Regions from separate parts of the Gossypium hirsutum genome. Here regions 2 and 3 are each linked to region 1. Evidence: chromatin contacts called from public Hi-C data. All regions are on one chromosome and are shown on one strand. Each heading gives the region's core, a stretch centred on a gene start, on an enhancer-like site or on the middle of the called end of the contact. The rest is flanking DNA. Distances are from core to core; before and after follow the strand shown.

Region 1 (2,873 bases), core at 273-2,772:
CTTGAATTGTTGAATGTTTTATTTAATTTACTTAATTGTTTTTATTTGAAGTTAAATGTTTCGAATTCTATAGTAATGCTTCGTAACCCTACTCTAATGACGGGGACGGGTTAGGGGTGTTACACCACATAACACGACCCATGGTTTCACCTATTCAAGCAATATGTTAATTCAAACATATAATAAATAAACAACATTTGCTACATTTACTAAATATTATTATCAAATGAATTTTACCTTGTCACCAATGAGAATGTATCGGGGACATAGAAATGGTAGCCGCCACTACGCCCATGACTGTAGTAGGAGCATGCAACCACCAATTGACTTCTTATCTAGTTCTATCGCTTGACACAACTCCCGATACAATGTGGCCAATATGGCTGATCCCTAACTCATGTTTGCATTCTTTGAAGTCGACTAGGTGTAGTAGCCACCTTATGTGTACCAAATTTCAAGATTCATCGGGCATTAGAATGCCCCCGAATAACTTCAAGATGAATGCTCGGGCGTATTGCTCTTTGACGACATCAATCGTGTTCGGAAGAAGTTCTTTGAAATTATTTTTCAACCACTTTATATCTATCCGATCACATTGAAACTTGTTCGACACCTTTCATAAAAATGCCTCGTAAAGGTCCTCTTTATTGTGAACTACCGCTGACCCAGTAAGGACTGATACATCCACTGGTAAATCGAGTTGTAAAGCTACGTCCTCGAGTGTGATTGTACACTCACTACATAGAAGATGAAATGTTTGTGTCTCAAGTTTCCATCTTTCCACTAATGCGCTGATAAGTATAAGATCCAATTTGCAGCCCCCAAGCATATGAAATACATGTAAGAATCTGACATCTTGCAAATAATCGTGAATTTTGGTGTCTAGACTCATTGACAAATTTTATATGAACCCCTCCAAAACACAATCATTTGTCTATTTATATCGACAAAATAAAATAATTTAAAAATTAAAAAAATTAAATTTAACTTAATTAAAAAATAGCAAAATTTTAAATTTCTCCTTAATTGAAAAATAGCAAAATTTTAAATTTCTCCTTACCATTGTCGCTTGAGTGGCGAAAATGTGATTGTCGTTGAAACAAATCAAAGAACTTGTCATTCATGAAATTTTAATCGAAATGAATATATAAAATAATTAAATAAAAGTATAGTATTTTTAAACAAGTGTATAGGAAAATTTCGAACAAAACTTAAAAGAGTTGAGAGAATTGAAAAAATTAGAAGAATTGAGAGAGTTGAATTTGAGTGAAAAAAATAAAAAATGACCTGGTATTTATAAAAAAAAATTACCGATTTTAATGACAATAGGAGAAAAACGCATATAGCAGAAAGCACTTCACACACCCTATTCAAAAACACTATATTTACCTAAATTAAATAAAAGGCCTAAATTACGAATTTAAAAAAAAAAAAAAGAAGCAGCAGCATATAAGTCTAATTTAGCCCTAAATTATACGAAGATATTATTATATATAATTTTAAAAATAAAATAACCGACTATTTATATACCAACTTGGTCGTGCTAGCAGTAGTATAAATGAAGGGCCTCCAAACTTCGTACTCATCTCGCGAATACCCAAATTTATTTAAAACCCTAAAAAATTGAAGGAATCATCAAAAACTCTGAAAGCCAAATTGAAACTTTAGGGAAAAAGAAACCATATAATGCAAGGAACAGATGAGCTAAGCATACATGACCTGGCTTCAAGTCTCTCTACGTATAAGGAACAGCTTCAGCAGGTTTCCGATTTTTCTTTTGTTTTTCTTTTCAATTTTCGAGTTAATACTTGCAATTAGCTTTAATTTATAGTAGTTATTTGTATGCCGAAACAAACTTATAACGACCCATGTATGTGATTGGACTGAACCTCTTGTTTTCGATGAATTATTTGTGTCTAGGGTTTTGTTTTTATTACTACTATGTTAATGGATTATTTCATGATTATCTTAGCTTGTCGAGAAATTGGAAGAATTTTATGTGGACTTGCAAAACACGACTAATTAGCTGGTTTTGGTAAAAATCAGGTTAGACAGCTTCTGGCTGATGATCCTGGAAACGCTGAATATGTGGACATGGAAAAGGAGCTCGCTGAGGTGATTCTTGCATATGATTATTTTCTTTTTGCTTGTTCTTACATTTTATTTTTATTGTAGCTTTCTATTTTTTCTTGTTCTTTACTCTGACTTGTCGTGTCATGGTTACAATGCGGCTATTCTGTTTAGAAATGGATCCAACACTTACCGGCACCAAAAAGTGATCAAAGTATCAGTTTTAGTTTGTTGGCCTTTTTTTTTCTTTTAGATGTTAAGTTTTTTTATAAGGTGAAGAAAATGTCATTTCTCTTCCTTCCGTCTTTTGAAGGAATCAACATGTTGCTCAATGAAGCAACGCCAATTAACTGCTAATGGTAATGGCTCTGCTGGAGATTTGTTTTCATTTCAGGGTTGAAAAGGTGAGGGCGGTTAATATTAAAAGAGTTCACAGCTGCAGAATGTGAACTTTAGGGACAAAAAGAAATTTCTGAAATATATAGCTTTGGAAAGATGCCCATCACTTTGATCTTGATTCCTTTGCAGGTGTGCTATGTGTCGTGATGGCCAGCCTGCTTCTCATTCACCTGATTTCCGATGTTCATCTTGAGATTCTAAGTTCGAAATATGATAACAATTCGCCCTTTATTATTTTACTGAACATATAGGTTCATGTTTAGAGATATGCTTGTGCTGAACCTCTGAGGTGCAGGTGATTGCTCTGACAGAGGAACTGCTTGCAACTGCGAAGCAAAATGAGATTTCTGGATCAGATATTGGGACTAGTGTCAGTGCAGCTGCTGCACAATCGAAGGTAATTG
Region 2 (2,873 bases), core at 145-2,644, 500 kb before region 1:
TTAGGCAGATAATTGGAGAAGGATTCTTAATACACTGCATTTCCAATCATAGAAACCCAATATCTCGAGTCTCTAAGCCTAGAAATGTGATCATGGAAGTACTCTACACTGATCAGAACAAAATCTAACATCATAATTATGCTCATATTGCTTAATATTAAGCAGCCAAAGCCCCTACTTATGACTGTATCTGAGTAGATAAAAAATGAGAACCTGGAAAAAGGTGCAAAAGTAATTGCATAGACTAAAAGATCTGGAAAGAACAATCTCATTGGTTTTACTGAAACTGAACATTTAACCAGAATATCTTTAAAAATCTCAGCTTACTGTGTCAAGAAATTGCATAAAATACAATTCAAGTTTTGCTAAGTGGAAGGATGGGATGGAAAAGAAGGGAGATGTAAAAATTTTGAATGCAATGGTTAGGCTTAGGCTATGAAGGTGGTAACGAACCTAAGTACTTAACCATTAGATTAGAAAATTGTTCCTCATTTACCCTTAACATCAAGCAAAGGCTCAACCTAAAATATTCAAACATCTTACAAGATTATAACCACCAAATATCATTTCGACCTCCAATTAACCACTTCACTTCCCCTATTGCACTGCCAAGAGATATTCCATAAAAAGTGCAAGATGTTGCAAAAGGCCATTAGAAGCTAATAAATTAGCCAAAAGATGAAGTAGATTTTATATTTTTCAACCCACACATTTGCAAGAACCAAACATTATTTTGTTCCATTTTGACCTATCATAAGACTAAAAAACAAGACCAATTCAACTCAAAATACAATAATTTCAGTTCAGCATTCATGAATCATGATATTTTTCTCCTTTCTTTTTTTCTGTTTTGTTCCCATTTTTCGGACCTCATGGACTGTAGTTACGATAGTAAAATGGAAATAAATAAAACGAAAAAGAAAAGTTAATCCGATTAAAGCATCCACTAAGTTTTCAATTTTCGAAGGTTCCAAACAGTTCTCATTCCCGACATTTCATCAAGAAAACGACCAAATGAAGGGACCTCCCTGAGAAATATAACAACTTAGGATCCAAAGCCAAAACCCCAGATTCAAAGTATTGCATAATTTGATCTAAAAAATAATCAATTAGATCTACAAGAAAAGAAAAAGATTACACATACCGTTTTCAGTGGCCGCAGCGAAACCAAGTAACCGCCATTAAAGGGAAAAAAACGTTAATGCTCTCCCTCCCTCTCCCCCCCCCCCTCTCTCTCTCTCTCTCTCTCTCTGCGGAAACCGAAATTTTGCAGGCCTCTTAGCCTTAAGATTATAAACTTTTAAGAAGTCGAGAAGGATGAGTTATTTTTGTTTGTTTGATTTTTCTTTTCTACCTTTTTTTTGTTTCCTTCGGTTTCATTTTATTCTTTTGGTTTAAGCTTTTCTCTGCTTCTGTTTATAAAATCTCTTTTGCCATGTCAGCGCTGCCAATAGTTTTCTTACATGTAAGCTGTTTCCACGACCAGACAATTAAAGCTTTTATCCATTAATTATTAAAAGATTCCTTCTTCTATAAATAAAAACTTAGGTACCCAAATTTTTTTATTATTTAAGAAAATGAACTATTTTGAAAATCATGCAAGTAAATAACATCTTTTGAACAATAAACATAGGTGCACTTTCACCTAATAGTTGACTACAGGGAATAAAAATATTTTTTAGGTCGCGTCAATGCTTTTGACGTCACCAATAATATGTATATGGGAGAATACGAAAAAAATGACGTCACCAAAAAGCTATATATACTCATGCCCCTGATGAAATATCAGTGTAAGGTGAAGATAAGGATTTTGGGGAGGTTGAAAATTTTTTGATTAGTTGTAAGGGAGAGAAGAGAGAAATGTTTGTATTAAGAAAACATGGAGATCAGGATCGATTTTTTTTTGTTTGTTTCTATTTATTTAGAAAATTTATAATTTGAATGTATGTTTTATTTAATAGTGATCCAGTGGAGCTCGGACATCGACAAATTTAATGGTCCTTTTCGTTAGTACAAATCTCCGATAAGAGAAATTTCAAACAGATGAATGAAACTCGAACAGAAAAATAAGAAATGGGACAAGGTTTCGAAGCGTGTATCAAGTCATTATTTTTAAGGTTATATTCGCTCCCACCTATTTTTAGTGTGCAAAAGAGTTTTAAGCAAATTAACCTCGAGCATACAATAAAGCTAATGACTATTTGCGTTTTGTATTGACGAAAATAGTCCACTAAGCACTAAACAATGTATAACAAGAAATTCAATTTCTAAAAGGATTTTTGCCGTAATACTTTATAGAATAATCTAATAATATTAGAAAATAGATGAATAAAAGAAAGAATTTTAGATTTTTTTTTCGGTGTGATTTCCAAATGAAATATCATTTTATAAGAATTTTCATGGCTCTTCATAAAGACATCTTTTAATAGTTCTCTTTCTGAATATATAAATAATAATTATGCATCTAATTTTATAACTATTCAACTACTATTGTTTGAATAGTTATAAGTCTTTTTCAAAAATCAAATGATATAACTTTTAACCAATAACCAAAAGATTTATCTTTTGATTAATTACACTCATTCATTTATAGTTATTGGAACAGTATAAACATTTGAAAATGTTCTAACACTTTTCGGAAGTGTAGATTTGATTCCTTAATTTCATATGTGTGACAATTTCAAATAACAATAGGAGTCTCGGTTGCTAGTGATTTATGTGGTAACGGGTTCAATTTGGTTATGTAGGTCTTTTCGTTGGATGTGGTAAGGTGATAACAGGTTCAAATTGGTTATACACCCAACGAATGGTATTATTTGAGATTTTCTGGGTTAGGGGGATGTTTAAAGGTTCTAATAGAATCCCAGTTGAAT
Region 3 (2,873 bases), core at 278-2,777, 330 kb before region 1:
TTGTGTTATTGAATGTTATTAATTAAATTGCATGATTGTTTCTATTGTAAGATAAATGATCCGATTTATACTGTAAGTAACCCTAATCTAGTAACGGAGATGGTTAGGGGTGTTACATTAGGGTTTTATCCTAAGTTCCAATAGTAAGTTTTCTCTAAACTTTGTTTTGTGATTATGTTAAATATATGTTTCTATGAACAGTTAAAGAGGTAGTGTAAGCCCATCACATCTATTGGCCTAAAATTGAGCCTTGAGACTTGCATAAATTTGGTTCAAGTATTGGTTCAATCTATTTTTTAGTTCAATTCAACCAATCCATATCGATTGGTGGGTCAATCAATTTTTTGCCTCTCTTTGGATTGGTTCCCCATCCAACTGGTTAGACTAGTTGGTTCGGTTTAAACAACATTAATAAAAAGGTAGTCTAAAATAAAAATAAAAATGCTAATGTGCTAAAAAAAGCCCTTAAACTATTATACGTTGTTTAAACAAGTCCTTATGCTATTTTTGTAGTTAAATAAGCTCATAACCTATAATATTTAACTACGAAAGCTCTTGATTTTAATATTAAAGTACAAATATTTTGAATCTTTAAACTATTTTGCGTTTTATGGTGATCTGAATTTGATTAGAAGAGTTTGTTAAATAAAAATAATAATTTTTAAAGGGAAACAGAATATTTTATAATATCTTGAAAGTGTTTATATACATAACACATTTAATTATTTTTTTGAAAATTTTCATTACTGTTTTAAATTTCATGTTGATGTGAAAAGTATATAGAATTTTTATTGCATTAACAAGAAATTAAGAAAAGAGCCTAAAATTTAAAATATTTTACTTTAATATTAAAATCAAGGGCTTTTATGCATAAAAATAATAATATAAAGATTTATTTAACTATAAAAATACTTGGTTAAATTTTGCTATTAGTCCATATAATTTGCGAAAGTTGTGGAATTAGTCATTATACTTTTATTTGATCAATTTTTGTTCTTATACTTTTTGAATTGGTTAGTTTTAGTCTCTATACTTGTCGAATTTTAAAATCTTAGTCCTAACCCAAATAGTGACAATTAAATCCGTTAGTTTAAATTTAGAAACTAGTCTTGTATTATGCATTCAATTGTATATTTAGTCAATATTCTTTAATTTAATCATTCAAAGACCTTATACTTTTCGAATATTAAAATTTTAATCTTGACACAAAAGACAACTGCTAATCCATTAACATAATTCTTAGTGAGTAATATGTGGAAATAACAAGTTCACACAACAATAAACATATAATAATATGTTTGTAGCATCAAATTTCGAAAATAATAAAACTTAACTTAATGAATTTAACAATTATCGTTTAGTGAGAACTAAAATTTTAAATTTTAAAAATATAGAAATTAAAATTGATTAAATAAAATATAAAAACTAAAATTGATTAAATAAAAATATAAAAACTATCTATAAGTTTCACAAAATACAATGCTTAATAGCAGAATTTAACCAAAATAGTTGAAAGGCCTGTTTAAATAAAAGCGGAGTAGTTTATGGGTTTTTTTAGTAGTATATTAGGTAATAAGAAATCAAAGCAAAGGGGTAGGGTACACATGGCGTAGGAAAACAGGCATCGTTTTCACTTTCAGTGCAAAGTGTCGGTGGTGTAAGGACCCCAAACACGATACTACTACTGCGCACCTATTATCATATTTACTTCATTTCATTTTCTCTCGTTGATCTAAACTCGCTGTTTCATCTTCTTGTTAATCATGCCTCTTCTTTAGGTTTAAACTTATTCTTGGGCGACCCTGGTTTTTATTTTTTGAGTTTTGAATTTCCTTTTTTTGGGGGGCTTCGCTTTTATTACAGAATTTTGAAATAGAAAAGAAGAAATGGGGATTGATTTGAGGCAAGTAGTGGCCGGTATTCTCACTCTCACCATGTTTGTGATGCTTGGTCAAATGATCAAAAGAGACCATTTTGATTCTCTCCAAGTAATTCCCCCTTCCTTTGCTTTCTTCTTTGATCTAACTCTCAAGTTTTTCATGGGATTTTTATACTAAATCCAGTCCCCGATTTCACTTCACTTTTCATAGCTTTGTGTTTTATTTGGTGAATCTCTGATTATGTGATAAAACCTCGAGCAAGTTGCTTCACTTTCCACATTATCTGTAATAATCACATCTTAGCTCGTTAAGATTCACTTGACATCCTATCTGCTGCATCTTTAAGAAAATAACAATATATTCTGACCATGATCTTCGAAAGTGGTGTAGTTGTTTGGTTCTTTGTGTATAAGATTATTTGGGAGCCTTTTTTTTTCTCAAAACTAATTGCTAATTCATGAAGAAGAAGAAGAAGAAGAAAATATGGGCTAACTTGAAACTTCCTTTTTGTTTTTAAACAATTAAAGCTATTTTATTTTCCAGGGGAAGTATCTGGAAAACTAGACTGAACAAGGTATAGAAAACAACCCATTTAAAGTTAAATTTGGTTTAGAAGAGTAATTTCAGGATTCAAGCATAGATGAATGAAGGATTCTGCTTCTTTCAGATTTATAATTTCAGTCCTAGGCCTTATTTCAACGTCTCAAGCCTTTATGACCAACTAGAAGAAATTGTAGATGTTTTATTTTTGTTATTGTAAATTCTATTGATGCCAGTCTTATTTACTTATAGTGATTAAATAAATGTTTGCAAGTTTTTGCTTGATTTCTTTTCAATTCCGTGTAAAGCTTTGGTGTATTTACACTAAATTTGATTATTTTCTCTCCTTGTTACGTAGGATAAACTTCCTGGAGAAGCTCAGGATGTTCAAGTTGATAATGCCAATGTTATTGAGAAGGATGGCCTTGTAAAGCCTTCGAAGGGGAGCAAAGG

The links. A called contact is a pair of places that touch in the nucleus more often than the background predicts.
Region 2: a contact with region 1 is called in a Hi-C map of leaf, with 2.1 times the contacts expected there. The contact joins the promoter of LOC121230698 here to the promoter of LOC107962291 in region 1. A contact is called at or near these places in 2 of 34 Hi-C or Micro-C datasets (callus and leaf).
Region 3: a contact with region 1 is called in a Hi-C map of leaf, with 2.0 times the contacts expected there. The contact joins the promoter of LOC107938749 here to the promoter of LOC107962291 in region 1. A contact is called at or near these places in 6 of 34 Hi-C or Micro-C datasets (callus and leaf).

What each region holds. Positions count from the first base shown.
Region 1 is chrA06:70,795,362-70,798,234 of Gossypium_hirsutum_v2.1, reverse strand. LOC107962291 (survival of motor neuron-related-splicing factor 30) reads left to right here and starts at 1,522. Exons shown (of 8, transcript XM_016898609.2): 1 at 1,522-1,761; 2 at 2,047-2,115; 3 at 2,765-2,866. The coding sequence starts at 1,687.
Region 2 is chrA06:71,294,298-71,297,170 of Gossypium_hirsutum_v2.1, reverse strand. LOC121230698 (pyrophosphate-energized membrane proton pump 3) reads right to left here and starts at 1,394. Exons shown (of 16, transcript XM_041115918.1): 1 at 1,145-1,394; 2 at 1-108.
Region 3 is chrA06:71,130,050-71,132,922 of Gossypium_hirsutum_v2.1, reverse strand. LOC107938749 (protein MANNAN SYNTHESIS-RELATED 2) reads left to right here and starts at 1,527. Exons shown (of 7, transcript XM_016871983.2): 1 at 1,527-1,657; 2 at 1,864-1,988; 3 at 2,779-2,873. The coding sequence starts at 1,887.